2 separate regions of the Sus scrofa genome follow, and region 1 is linked to region 2. A link is a contact called in public HiChIP or PLAC-seq data. All regions are on one chromosome and are shown on one strand. The core of a region is the stretch at or near the end of the contact, and the rest is flanking DNA. Distances in the headings are between cores, read along the strand shown.

What was found. HiChIP or PLAC-seq counts read pairs in DNA pulled down with a chosen protein or histone mark.
Region 1: a contact with region 2 is called in an H3K27ac HiChIP or PLAC-seq map of alveolar macrophages. The contact joins two enhancer-like sites. A contact is called at or near these places in 5 of 47 Hi-C or Micro-C datasets (blood, embryonic fibroblasts, epiblast stem cells and 2 more) and 2 of 2 datasets of contacts at active chromatin or transcription factors (alveolar macrophages and skeletal muscle).

The regions. Positions count from the first base shown.
Region 1 is chr4:108,839,937-108,845,722 of Sscrofa11.1, reverse strand. The region is part of intron 2 of TMIGD3 (transmembrane and immunoglobulin domain containing 3); the gene reads right to left. Among named protein-coding and RNA genes, the nearest start is that of ADORA3, 11 kb to the left of the region's middle. Within about 2 kb of position 4,447, at least 40 of the 83 cell types and tissues checked have an H3K27ac peak or open chromatin away from gene starts, as enhancers often do. A contact at or near this core is called in alveolar macrophages, where this site is marked.
Region 2 is chr4:108,684,859-108,691,318 of Sscrofa11.1, reverse strand. It overlaps RAP1A (ras-related protein Rap-1A), which reads left to right. Exons shown (of 8, transcript XM_021090035.1): 3 at 155-223; 4 at 2,292-2,348; 5 at 3,350-3,490; 6 at 5,179-5,322. The coding sequence starts at 2,319. Among named protein-coding and RNA genes, the nearest start is that of FAM212B, 37 kb to the right of the region's middle. Within about 2 kb of position 4,523, at least 3 of the 83 cell types and tissues checked have an H3K27ac peak or open chromatin away from gene starts, as enhancers often do. A contact at or near this core is called in alveolar macrophages, where this site is marked.

The sequences.
Region 1 (5,786 bases), core at 3,198-5,697, 150 kb before region 2:
AAGGATTTGCGGGGGGGGGGAAGGACTAGAAGAATCTGCTGCCCGGAGTGGCTAGTTCAAGGTCAGGCCCGGAGCAGGCAGCCAGGGTTCTTCGCTGGCAGAAATGTTGGGACTCCACGTGGTTGGGAATCCACAGGGATGCGCTTCCGAGTTCCTGCGTTTCCTCCAGATTGATTCTCTCAGTCTCTCCCTGGGGCGGTTCTATCTGCGCTCTGCTCCGTGGGCTCCATTGTCACTCTGGTCCCCACCTCTCGGAATCCCCAGCCAAGCCATGATCTTCTTTCATGGCTGCCCCTGATCCTTGAGCATGCTGCTTGTCAAGCCCTGCTAATGGTGCTCCGGGGGTGCTACTGAGTCACGCTGCCCCGCATCAGCAGTGCCTGGGTATACCTAGAGCACCCCGGCTGTGCCCAATGGATGAGCTCCAGTGAGATGCTTGACAGAAGGCGTACCACGCCTCTTCATCCGGGCACCAGGCCTGCCCCACTCTGCTCTCACCAACACGCTCCAGGGGAGCAATCGCTGGCAGGTCCAGCCCTAGGCTGCAAAACACTTCCATCTTTTCTAAAACCCTGCTTCTAAAGGGGTGATGGTGAACATTGTTCATTCTATGTCCTCACTTTGCCTTTGATAAATGACAGAGATACCCGACGAGGCCTGAGGGAAGCACGTGCTCCCGGCAGCTGGCAAGAACTGGGTCCAGGGTCTCATTCACCTCCCCCTGTGCCAACGTGCGAGGAGGGTCTCTGTTGCACCATCAGGACTGCTCCAGTGCCCAGCCCAGTGCTCACTTAGCAGGTGCTTTATAAATACTGAATCAAAGGAAAATCGTTCTACGCCTACCACCCTCCCCAAACCATGAAATAACAGGCTTGTTGGGGCTCCCCCAGGATGCGCTCCCCAGATGCTGGTCCCCCTGGGCACGGACTCTCCCAGTCTCCCACTGGAGGGGCTGCACTTCTGCCCAAATCCCCTGATGGTGCCCCTGGCCTCAGAAACAGACATTGGGAGGCGGCAGTGACATCTCCCCCTCCTTTCCCCTTCCCCCTCCCTCCCGCCCCACCCCCCACCCCAACAGTCCCGCCCGTGACTCCTCTGTGAGCCTAGAGAAGGGCAGCCTCCGATGTGAAGATGCTCAGGTCCAGACACGCAACCTGCCAGGTCACTAGCACCTAAGAGTCACAGGTGACGCTCTCCCAGCACCGGTTCTCAAGAGCCAGATGATTCTAAGCAAAAAAATCATAGTTTCCATTTCTCATGTGCCACTCGTTCCAGAGGGCCTGGCACATCAATCGACACTATTCACCACTAAGAAGGGCCCCCCTCCTGCGCAGGGTGTGTGGGTTGCTAAATATTGCAGGCAGCTCCGGCCAAAACAGCTGCATGGCAAACAGGGGGGCGCACGAGGCCCATAATTTAACTTGAATTACATTTATTTATATTTGCTCTTGACCCGAAACACCAAACATCATCCAATCTTTCATTAACCCTGGAATCTTTCCTGCTTTCAAGGGAACAAAAAGAAACACATTTGTTCCAGGTCGAGGGGTTAGCCTCAGAGCCAGGCTGTGGAGCCAGGTCCAATCACTCCAAGATAGCATCTCATTCTGCCCTTGTCCTTCCAAGATGAGTCAACTGGTCTGCTCTGGCCACGGCCAGGGGAAGGCTGGGCCCCGCTTCAATGACCATGACTTCAGCTGGGGCCACAGAACTCTAGGTCACTGCAAGATGGGCCAGCCCGCTCGGCTCTCCTCCCCCACCCGTCCCTCGTCCAGTGCCCATGACTAGGGCTTTTTGTGTGATCCTGGAGTTGGCACCCTCGCCCTTTCCTGCCAATAATGCTGGCTGTTGTTTCTAAGCAAATGGAACAAACGACCAACGTGAACTCCGTGCAACTGGAAACATCTGCACAGAGGACAGGGCAGCGGCGGCTGGGACGGGCTGGGGGAGGCGAAGGAGGGTCAGGGGAGGAAGAGGCACGAACCTCAGAAAGGGAGGGTGAAGGGCGCAGCCTCAACCGAGAACCACAAGCAGGCAGAGGCCCCTGGTGCCAGACTCTGAAACCACTGCCGGCCTCACAGCTCTTCCTGAATTTTGCTTCGGAGGATGAACTCAACTGCATCTTGACCAAAGGAAGGGAGTATATGCAGATCCTTTTAAAACATCACTTTAGTTGTTAAACTCTATGTTGAAGGCAAAATGGATGGAGAAAATAATAGGTCCACCGCCCCATTTCACAGCTGCCAGCAAAGGCCCAAAGTCAGAATAGATGTGTAAGGTAACGGCCCGGTCTAAACTATATCCAGCAGTACCACCACCCCACTGCGAGTGGAAATGCAGGGCAGGCAGGCACGCACGCACGCACAAACACACACGCACAAACCATGCCGCCTCCAAGTCAGGTGGATGAGGAGGGAAGAGCCAAAAATAACAAGGGCCATTGCCTACAATGTGTCAGGAGCCGCGGTAATACAGCCAACAGCCACTAACCCTCCCGTGGGCGTCCCTGGGCCTGGCACCACGCTGAGTGCCACAGGCTTTCCCTTGATCCTTATCATAGATCCCATTCTTTTCACCACATCCGCTTTTTGCAGGTAGGGAAGTTGCGTTTAGAAAGGTTACAGAACTTGGGAAGTTCCCGTTGTGGCTCAGTGGAAATGAATCTGACTAGCATCCATGAGGATGTGGGTTCGATCCCTGACCTCCCTCAGTGGGTTAAAGGATCCAGTGTTGCCGTGAGCTGTGGCGTAGGTCGCAGATGCGGCTCAGATCTGGCATGGCTGTGGCTGTGGTGTAGGCTGGTGGCTACAGCTCTGATTCAACCCCTAGCCTGGCAACCTCCATATGCCATGGCTGTGGCCCTAAAAAAAGATTTAAAAAAAAGAAGGGTTACAGAGCTGCCAAGGTTGCATGGCTTATAGACAGTACAGCCAGCGTGCACCTTGGCCCCTCATTTGCCAGATCCTTGTGCCACCTGCCCAAGGCCGATCATTCAGTCCCACGGCAACCTCGAGAGGTGGGTTTTGCCAGTGTCTACAGATGAGTGACAGAGGTGAGCAGCTCGAATCCTGAATTCAGCAGTAAGACAGGCCGGATCGGCTTTTCCCCCAAACAGGGCATCTCCAGAGGGAGGGGCTCCTTCTTGACCCAGACTCTAACCTGCAAAACCTGAGCGTCCCAGGGACTGGCTATTGGGACAACCAATGGGAGACAGACTGGTTCCTCCCACTGGACGTCACAGGGGCTGCGGAAGCAGGACTCCCACCGCTAAGACTGAGCCTCCTTCCCAGGGCCTGGGAGAGGAAGCACCAGTTTCCTAAGCTGTCCGGTGCCCGTGCTCAGCTCTGGCTGTTTGACGAAGGAAACACCAGCTGAGAGGGGTTTTCGGTTATTGGCTGTTGGACCAGCCTAGGACGGGGCCGTGTGCTCCCTGATGGGAGCTGGCCGTGCTGTCAGTCTCTCCCCAACCCCCCCTCCCCCCCCCCCCCCCCGCAGATGCCAAGGCGACCCCTGTAGGAACTAATGGTTCCTTGGGCCGAGGTGATGGGCTGGTTGGTTCCTCAAGGCAGCTTTGGGGCTCTGAGGCTGCACTTGAGACACCCTGAGTGGATCTGAGAACTGGAGGGAGCCAGGCGCAGGAAGCAGAGGCCTTTGTGGGGGGCGGGGGTTGGTGTCCCGGGCACCCCCACGAGGTGCAGCGCCATCAGCTCGGCTTCCTTGCTCTAACGCGAGGGTGGAGGAGGTGGAACCGTCCGGCTGATTCATCCGCTGCACAATTCGAGGATGCTGGCGAGGTACACCCGCCGGACGCGCTCCTCCTGGGACTCTGAACGAGGGACGCGGAAGGGGTGTTGCCCAGAGACCACAGACCTGAGCCGATCTCCTCCTCACAGCCAGGCGGGGAGAGGGGCGCCCAGGTCAGGATCGGATCCATCCTGCCGGCGGTTGTCTCCCTCCCTCCCCCTGCACCCCCAGTTCCTAGGACTGAAGCCGGGATCCTCGGACAGTCCTGTCCTGTGATGAGCTGGGACTGGACTCTGCCTGCCAGGAAAGCGCCCTGGGCACCTGCCTCCGCACAGCGACCGCCCTCGCCGTCCAGGGCCCTGTGCAAATCACCGGGGCCCGAGGTGGCCTAAGCAGGAAGCTGCTGTCAGGAACTGAGAGTGGACAGCAAGGACAAGAGCCAAGAGGAAGTCACAGAGATCAGCTTAAAAATAACCCTCCTTTCCCTGTCTGTGGCGAACCTGGAGCCAAGTTCTGACGGCCTGGCTCGGGGCAATGTCAAAAAGATCTAGAAGCAAATCAGCAGAAGCCCATCTGGGGGCACGCCCGTGTCCTTATCAGCCTTAGCAAGCCCCCCGCCAGAACCCTCTCTTCTCAGAAACTTCCGCCCAGCCAGCAGCTGTTTCCTCTCCTATATTTAAACAACCAAGTTAGTGAACCTGGGGAGAGTTGCTGCCCCAGGGGAAGAACTCAGCCTCGGGTAGAACCCTTGGGCACAGAATGACACTGTGGCCTTGTGGCCTGTGCTTGGCTCCTCCCCGGCTTCTGCTGCCTGAGTGGGGCCCAGAGTTCCTGAGAAGCCTCAAATTGGATTGTCTGTGCAGTGAGCCGTGGGGCCTGGGGGGTCTGCCAGATGGTTTTCTGGGTACAAGCAGTGTGTGATGCCTTCCAACACCAGGTGAGGTGAACAGGATCCTCCCACCCCCACCCCCAAAGCCAGAGATCCCTGAAATGACACCTATTTCACAGCCCCAGCCCTGAGCACAGTGCGTCGGACCCCAACGCCGCTCGTCTTGGAACATATTCGGGCATCCTGGCTATTTTTAGACCTGTTTCCACCCTTATCAAAAGGGAGCTGTTTGTTGAGAGGAACTGCCACAGCTTTAGGGGGACCTTTTCCTGATTCTGCTGGCTCCCCAGTCCCAGCTATTGTGGTTTCATCCCACCAAACACACACACACACACACACACACACACACACACACAAACACACCCCACTCGTCTCAGCACTGGCTCCCTAACCACCCACCTTGTGATAACAGAAAATATTGGTTGAGCAGTTGCTCAGATGTGCAGACCCGTCCTTTGTGCATCTTAACGCATCTCCTTGAGGCAGGTAGCACTGCTGCCCCATTTTCTAGGTAAGCAGACTGAGGTTACATGACTTCATCAAGAATACTCATGCAGTCCGTGGCAAAGCCAGGATTTGGATCCAAGCAGACTGAGACCTCTTAGCTACACCTGCACCAGCTGTTCGGAGGTAGCACTGTTGGGCCTTCGCCAGACACACTCGTACCGTCCTTGCGTCCCCAGAATCTGGTTTTCAGTGAGCCACACAGAGCTGATTCTTTGGTAATGATAGTACTATGGATTCTGCACCTACCTAGTTTATGCCAAACGCTTGCACATTATCTTAATCAGGATTTCCCAACTCAGCTCTGTTGACATTTTGGACCACATAATTCTTGACTGTGAAGAGCTGTCTATGCACTGTAGGGTGTTTAGCAGCATCCGTGGCCTCTAGACACTAAATGCCAAGAGCGCTAAGTCAGGACAATCGAACCTGTCTCTAGAGATTACCAGATGCTCCCGGGGTGGGGGGGGAATCATCCCCAGTTGAGAACTGCTGCTCTAAATGAGAAATCTGACATTCAGAGAGGTTAAGCGATTTCCCCATGGCCACAAGGCTGGCAGGCAGAAGAGACCAGTGGGACCCAGGTTTGCCTGACACCAAAACCAGCTACATGTCACTGTCTCATGCTCTCCCCTACTTCTGAATAAGG
Region 2 (6,460 bases), core at 3,274-5,773:
ATTGAAAAATAATGATACTTTACAATTTGCATTTTTACCAGAGTTTTCACATAATTTCATTTAATCGTTGCGATTTTGCAAGGTTAAGTAACATTTAAGAGGGGCTGATTTTTCTTTTAAGTCCTTAACTTTTGTCTGCTTTTTTTTTTTTTAGACCGTTCAATTTGTTCAGGGAATTTTTGTGGAAAAATATGACCCAACGATAGAAGATTCCTACAGAAAGGTAAAATGTGAAACGTGTATGCTCATGCTTACAAGTAGTTTCTTATGACTTTAAAACTTGATCCCTGGAATTGCTTTTTTAAAAATAGTTCTGAGAAATGACCCAATGTTCTGTATCTGTTTTTAAAAGTTTCACCAAGACGTGGTATTTTTCGTAGAATATTGCTTAGCTAAAGAGAGCTCCACATTCTCTCGCTGATTAATGTAATCAGTCCTTTAATATACCCATTTTCTTGGTGGCCTTTTTTTTTAATATAGAAAAATTGCATATAAATAGTAGGTATATTTTTGATGACTCTTTGTGTGAACTAAAATTAAGATCACTTTATACTTGAGGTTATCCAGTGACTGAAAGTTATTTTTGTTTAATTATATAATAACTTTAAAGATATTTCACCTTTAGACTATAAAAAATTAGACAGTTGGAGTCTGTGTAATAATTTAGTGTAGATACATGGCCTCATACATTTGTCTTAACCTGTAGCATGTACAACATCAAGAGTAAAACTGCAGACTATGGACTTTGCATGATAATGGTGCAAATGCAGGTTCACTGATTTTCACAAATGTACCACTTTGGTGCAGGATGCCGATGGTGGGGGAGGCTAGCGGGGAACAGGAAAATGGTATGTGGGAACTCTACTTTTTCTGCTGTTTTGCTGTGAACCTAAAACTGCTTTCTAAAAAGTAAAGTTTGTTTAAAAGGAAAAGAAATTTAAGTAGTTGGTCTTGACAAAAAAATACTGTTCTATTTAATTAGAAAACTAGCTGGAATTGTGGAGAATTTTCAAGTCTTTATTTCCCAAGTATGGTGGGGGCAGCGGTAGGGAGGGAGACAGTGTTGTAAGAAAGCCTAGTAGCCAACGATACATTAAAGAAAAAAAAAAAAAAAAAGATTAAACCTCCCTTCCAACAAATGAGAAAGAATTGCTTTGTTGGATGTTAAAATTTACCTTAAATAGTGCTATAATTTCTGTTGAATTAAATTCTTCAAGCCTACCGGAATAGCAGTTTCATTATCTGTAAATTGGAAACCAAATGGTGGTACATTGAGAAACCACAGAGTGAATTCATTATTCGTTGAACATACGCATTCACAGAGAGGGCAGATTATTATCACTTTAGTCCCGTAAACAATGGAACAGTGGAGTTTGGGACTCTACCCATCGTGCTCCTCATCAATCCCTGATGTGACACAGAAGCAGAGTTTAAAATAGTCCTTAGGTCAGTATGTCTATTTTTAGAAGACAGTGTTGCATTACTGAAATTTCCCCCAAATCAGTTGCTGGTTAAAGCATTAACTGCAAACAAAGATCTGTACCTTGAATGTCAAAGATTTTACACTTTTCTAAATCCCTTCTTTATTAAAAAATGTCCACACGGTTAATAGTTGATACTTGCTTTAGGCCAACCTTCTCTTCTGTGCAACACTGGGAAAGTAGAACCCAGTATCTAAAAGTTTGCCTTATGCACACAGTTTTTCCAAAGACGTAGAAGTCTTGAGAGCTGTAGGAGTTCAGTGTTATTCTGTGTTCCCTTTTAACTCTTAAATTAATGCTCCTGTGTGTTAAATTTGGGGCATTGTTTAGTAAAACTCTAACAGCTTGAATGTGGTAAGTTGGCAAAGTTTTCTTTACCCTCCCAGTCTTGGCTATATTTTGAACTATTTAGTACTTGTGTGCTTTGTTTTGAAGAGAATATAAATATACATACTTTATCCATTTTTCCCCTGTTAGAATTATACCTGTTGGTTATAGTTTTTCTTAAATTACAGGGTATGACCGTTGCCTTTTAATAACAACACAAATCAGTACTCAGTGTTCATAGTGGTCAGAAAATGCCTAAACTCAGCATCAGCAGTCCTGGCTTTGTAGTATTAATAGAATGTGTTTGAGACCTCCTGTTCTTTATTGTAGCACCAAGTTAGATCTCCACCGATACAGGAAACTGCTAGAGAAAGGCTTTGTAGTTGTTAATAGGTACTTTGAGCAAAGAAGTGGGAGGAAAACAGACTGACATTTTGATGTTACTTTTTCATCCCCCTCCACCCCCGCACCCTACCCCAACAGCAAGTTGAAGTAGACTGCCAACAGTGTATGCTCGAAATCCTGGATACAGCGGGAACGGTAAGCATGTTTTCTCTTTTTGTGATCGATTTTAATTTGTGAATAGGTTTTTGTCGCCTGAACGGTTCCTCTGAGTAAAAGCATTTATTCTGATTAAGAACTTGGTCTCTGTGTAGGACTTCTTAAATTTTCTTATGTGGGTGGCACTATCTATGATGTACTTAATGCTCACATATCAGTGTTAGATGTTGAGCTCATCTGCAGAATCTGTGTGTTGAATTTCTTTTCCCTGTATTGAGGTAAAAATTGTGCTATTACTGCTTTCTAAGAAAAGAAAAAAAAAGGCATTTTAAATTCAGATCACGGTCATTCATTTTTTTAAAAATTGGTTTAGTAGCACTTTTAACATCTCAAGGTTTATTAGCATTTTAACATCTCTGGTGACAGATATGTATTTCTGACCAAAAGTCTTTAGGATTATTTTGAGCCTAATTTTTCACATCCTTAAATGAGTATAATGACGTTAGTACATTATAGGGTGCTTGTAGTGATCAAATGCAATAGTGATTATAAATCACTTGGCACAAAATGCCTTTTATATGGTTTGAGTTCTCTGTATTTGCTTTTATTTTCATTGTCTTCATTTGTCACCTTTTTTATTTTTTATTTTTTTATTTTATTTTATTTTATTTTTAGGGCCTAACCTGTGGTATATGGAAGTTCCTAGGCCAGTGTCATATCAGAGCTACAAGTGCAGCCTATACCACAGCCACAGCAGTGCCAGATCTGAGCCGCATCTGAGACCTATGCTGCAGCTTGTGGTAACGCTGGACTCTTCACCCACTGAGTGAGGCCGGGGATAGAACCCGCATCCTCATGGATACTAGTTGGGCTCATTACCGCTGAGCTACAGAGGGAACTCCATGTATCATGTCTTGTGTTTCCTTCATGAAAACACATAATTAAAAATTCAGTAGCTTACGTATGATTATTCTGATTTAAATTGTTTCAGTATACATTCAAGAAGTTATATTTATATAATTGCATATTTTTTATTATAGGAGCAATTTACAGCGATGAGAGATTTGTATATGAAGAATGGCCAAGGGTTTGCACTAGTATATTCTATTACAGCTCAGTCCACGTTTAATGACTTACAGGACCTGAGGGAACAGATTTTACGGGTTAAGGACACAGAAGATGTAAGTTTTTCTCTCATGTATAGCACACCACTGTCTCTCCGTGGCCAAATAAAAAATGTCCTTTGTCTATCAGCAGAAGATTTGGAGGGTATCTTCCACGTGCCTAAAAGAGCCCTTGTGACCAAAAGCAATTTTAAGCTTTCTAAATTTACCTGCAGATTATATGCTGAGATGGTTGGAAAAGGAGGACATGTGTATAAAGTTCTTTCTCTCCTCACCACTCACATGGTGCTGTGGGGGTCACAGGTGCAGTAGAGAAGGAGGCATCCCAGAGCACGTGGTAGAGGCGGGACGCAGGTTGGGCTCAGAAAGGTGGTAGTTATGTCAGAAGAGCATGGTATGTCCTTGGTTCTAAAATTCTGTTGATACAGTTTTTGCTCACAGTTTTATCCTTTGAGTTATGGTAAAGATTTTAATGAACTGGGTTTTTATATTTTTTAATTTTATTTTAGTTGTAGAATTCCTTTTTTTTTTTTTTTTTTTTGTCTTTTCTAGGGCCGCTCCTGTGGCATATGGAGGTTCCCAGGCTAGGGGTTGAATTGGAGCTGTAGCCACCGGCCTACGCCAGAGGCACAGCAACGCGGGATCCGAGCCGCGTCTGCAACCTACACCACAGCTCACGGCAACGCCGGATCGTTAACCCACTGAGCAAGGGCGGGGACCGAACCCGCAACCTCATGGTTCCTAGTCGGATTCGTTAACCACTGCGCCACGACGGGAACTCCTAAAGTTATTTTTTAATGGTAAAACACACTGTTTTAGAATTCCTGTCTTTTTGAACAATAGCATTGTTGTGCCTTTTTGCAAAGATGACATGTATGTTTTACATGTTTGTCTCAGTTTTGTCTCTAGAGATTTCCTTTTCAAAAGTTGTATAAATTAGAATATAAAATTTCATTCGTACCTTCCTTTCTGTTTTTGTGTGTTCTTTCTCATTATTAATGGGAACATATGCACCTGCTTAGGACCTTAGCTGTGCGGAATATTGTAGGCGGGAAGGATTTGCACCATATGACTCATGCCCAACCGTAAACCTAATGAATAGTTCTCTTTCTTCCCGTGACTGATTCATCCAAGAGAGTTCTCTTTTCATAGGCAATTACATGCAAATCACTGAACCTCTGGTAATGTTCATCTCTTTATCCCATGAAATCAACTAAAGAAGACTGAGTTCTAGATGAAGACATAGCTGCTCAATGGCTTTATTTTTATTCTTGCTCTTTTTGAATCTCTCACCTAAGCTGGTCTTCAGATCTAGGCATCAGTTACAGGAGTAAAACGTACTACTGCATCAGTCTTGCCACTGCTTTTGGCAGTCATTGGTCCTGTGAGATGAGGCACTTACTTAAAACACAGGGCAGTGTGTACGTTCTTCTCTGTATTGCAGGCGCTTCCCCTTTCCTTCAGATTTTTCTAGTTGGAATTCAGCTGTTAGCATTATTCACATGAGAATTTTGGGATTATATTCGTAAAATAATTTAGCAGATCAGTGTTATGGGATCACTTCTGTATTTTTTTCTGTCTCTTCCCCCTCCACCTTCTCCCCAACACACATACATAACATTTTTTTTTAAGCACTTGCATAGTCCTAACTAACCCATTTCAGTTGGTGGCAGGTATTTGCTTACTTATAAGAGGCTGAGTAACTAGTATGTTAGTGTTCATTATGTGTTTTTTCCTTCCCACAGGTTCCAATGATTTTGGTTGGCAATAAATGTGACCTGGAAGATGAGCGAGTAGTTGGCAAAGAACAGGGTCAGAATTTAGCAAGACAGTGGTGTAACTGTGCCTTTTTAGAATCTTCTGCAAAGTCAAAGATCAACGTTAATGAGGTAATCTACAGCTGCTAGGCAGCACAAATAAGTGCCTTTTTTGTTTCCTTTAGGTTAACAACCCAAAACGTTTTTTTAAAAGAAAAAATGGTCTTCTTTTAAGCAGTCTTTATCAGTTTATGGAAAACACCAATTAATTCCCAGAAACCATATTCCTTCTCTTACATAAAATCATGTTGATGGCTCTGATGAGGACACTTATATGTACCTTATTGGCAAAGAGGAAGTTTAAGTTAAAGAATATGTTTAAAGTCCTGCTGAGCCTCCAAATGATACACCAGAAAGTGGTGTGTGAAGAGTGTTGCATCACCCTTGTATTCTAATAATTACCTATGCAGATATGTATGAATAGATTGTAAAGTCAAGTGGAGACGACCAAAATCAAAGTAGTTACTGTCGTGAACTTAACGTTGTACAGAAAGATATCACAGAATTTGTTGTTCTGAGTTCTGCTTCCCTTTGGTGTATCACTCAAAGGGAAGAAGCTGTGTGGATGGATACAGAACTGAAATTCTCTCGGTTTTTTAGGCCTCATACCACAGGCGCACGTGGCTTTTTTTTTTTTTTTTTGGTCTGTGACTTAACCACTGCACTATCTTGAGAACAGGAATACTTATAGTAAGTACGCATGCCTGCCTGGATGTAAAGGGCCAGTAGTTTCCTGGATCCCTAAAAGAGTAGTGCAGTCCCCAGCTGCCACCACCACACCCAAGCAGAAACTTCAGAGCTTACCATTGCTTTTATTAATGTTAACAAAAGCCTTTTTAAAACAAAAAATAGGAGTTCCCGTTGTGGCTAAGTGGTAACAAACCCGACTAGTATCCATGAGGACACGGGTTTAATCCCTAGCTCTAGTCAGTGAGTTAAGAATCCGGCGTTGCCATGACCTGCAGTATAGGTCGAAGACACAACTCAGACCTGATGTTGATGTGGCTGTGGTGTATGTAGGCTGGCAGTTGCAGCCCTGATTTGACCCCTAGCCTGGGAACCTCCATATGCTGCAGGTATGTCCCTTCAGAAAGACCAAAAAAAGAGTTCCCATCGTGGCTCAGTAGAAACGAATCTAACATCCATGAGGACACAGGTTTGATCCCTGGCTTTGTTCAGTGGATTAAGGATCCGGTGTTGCTGTGAGCTG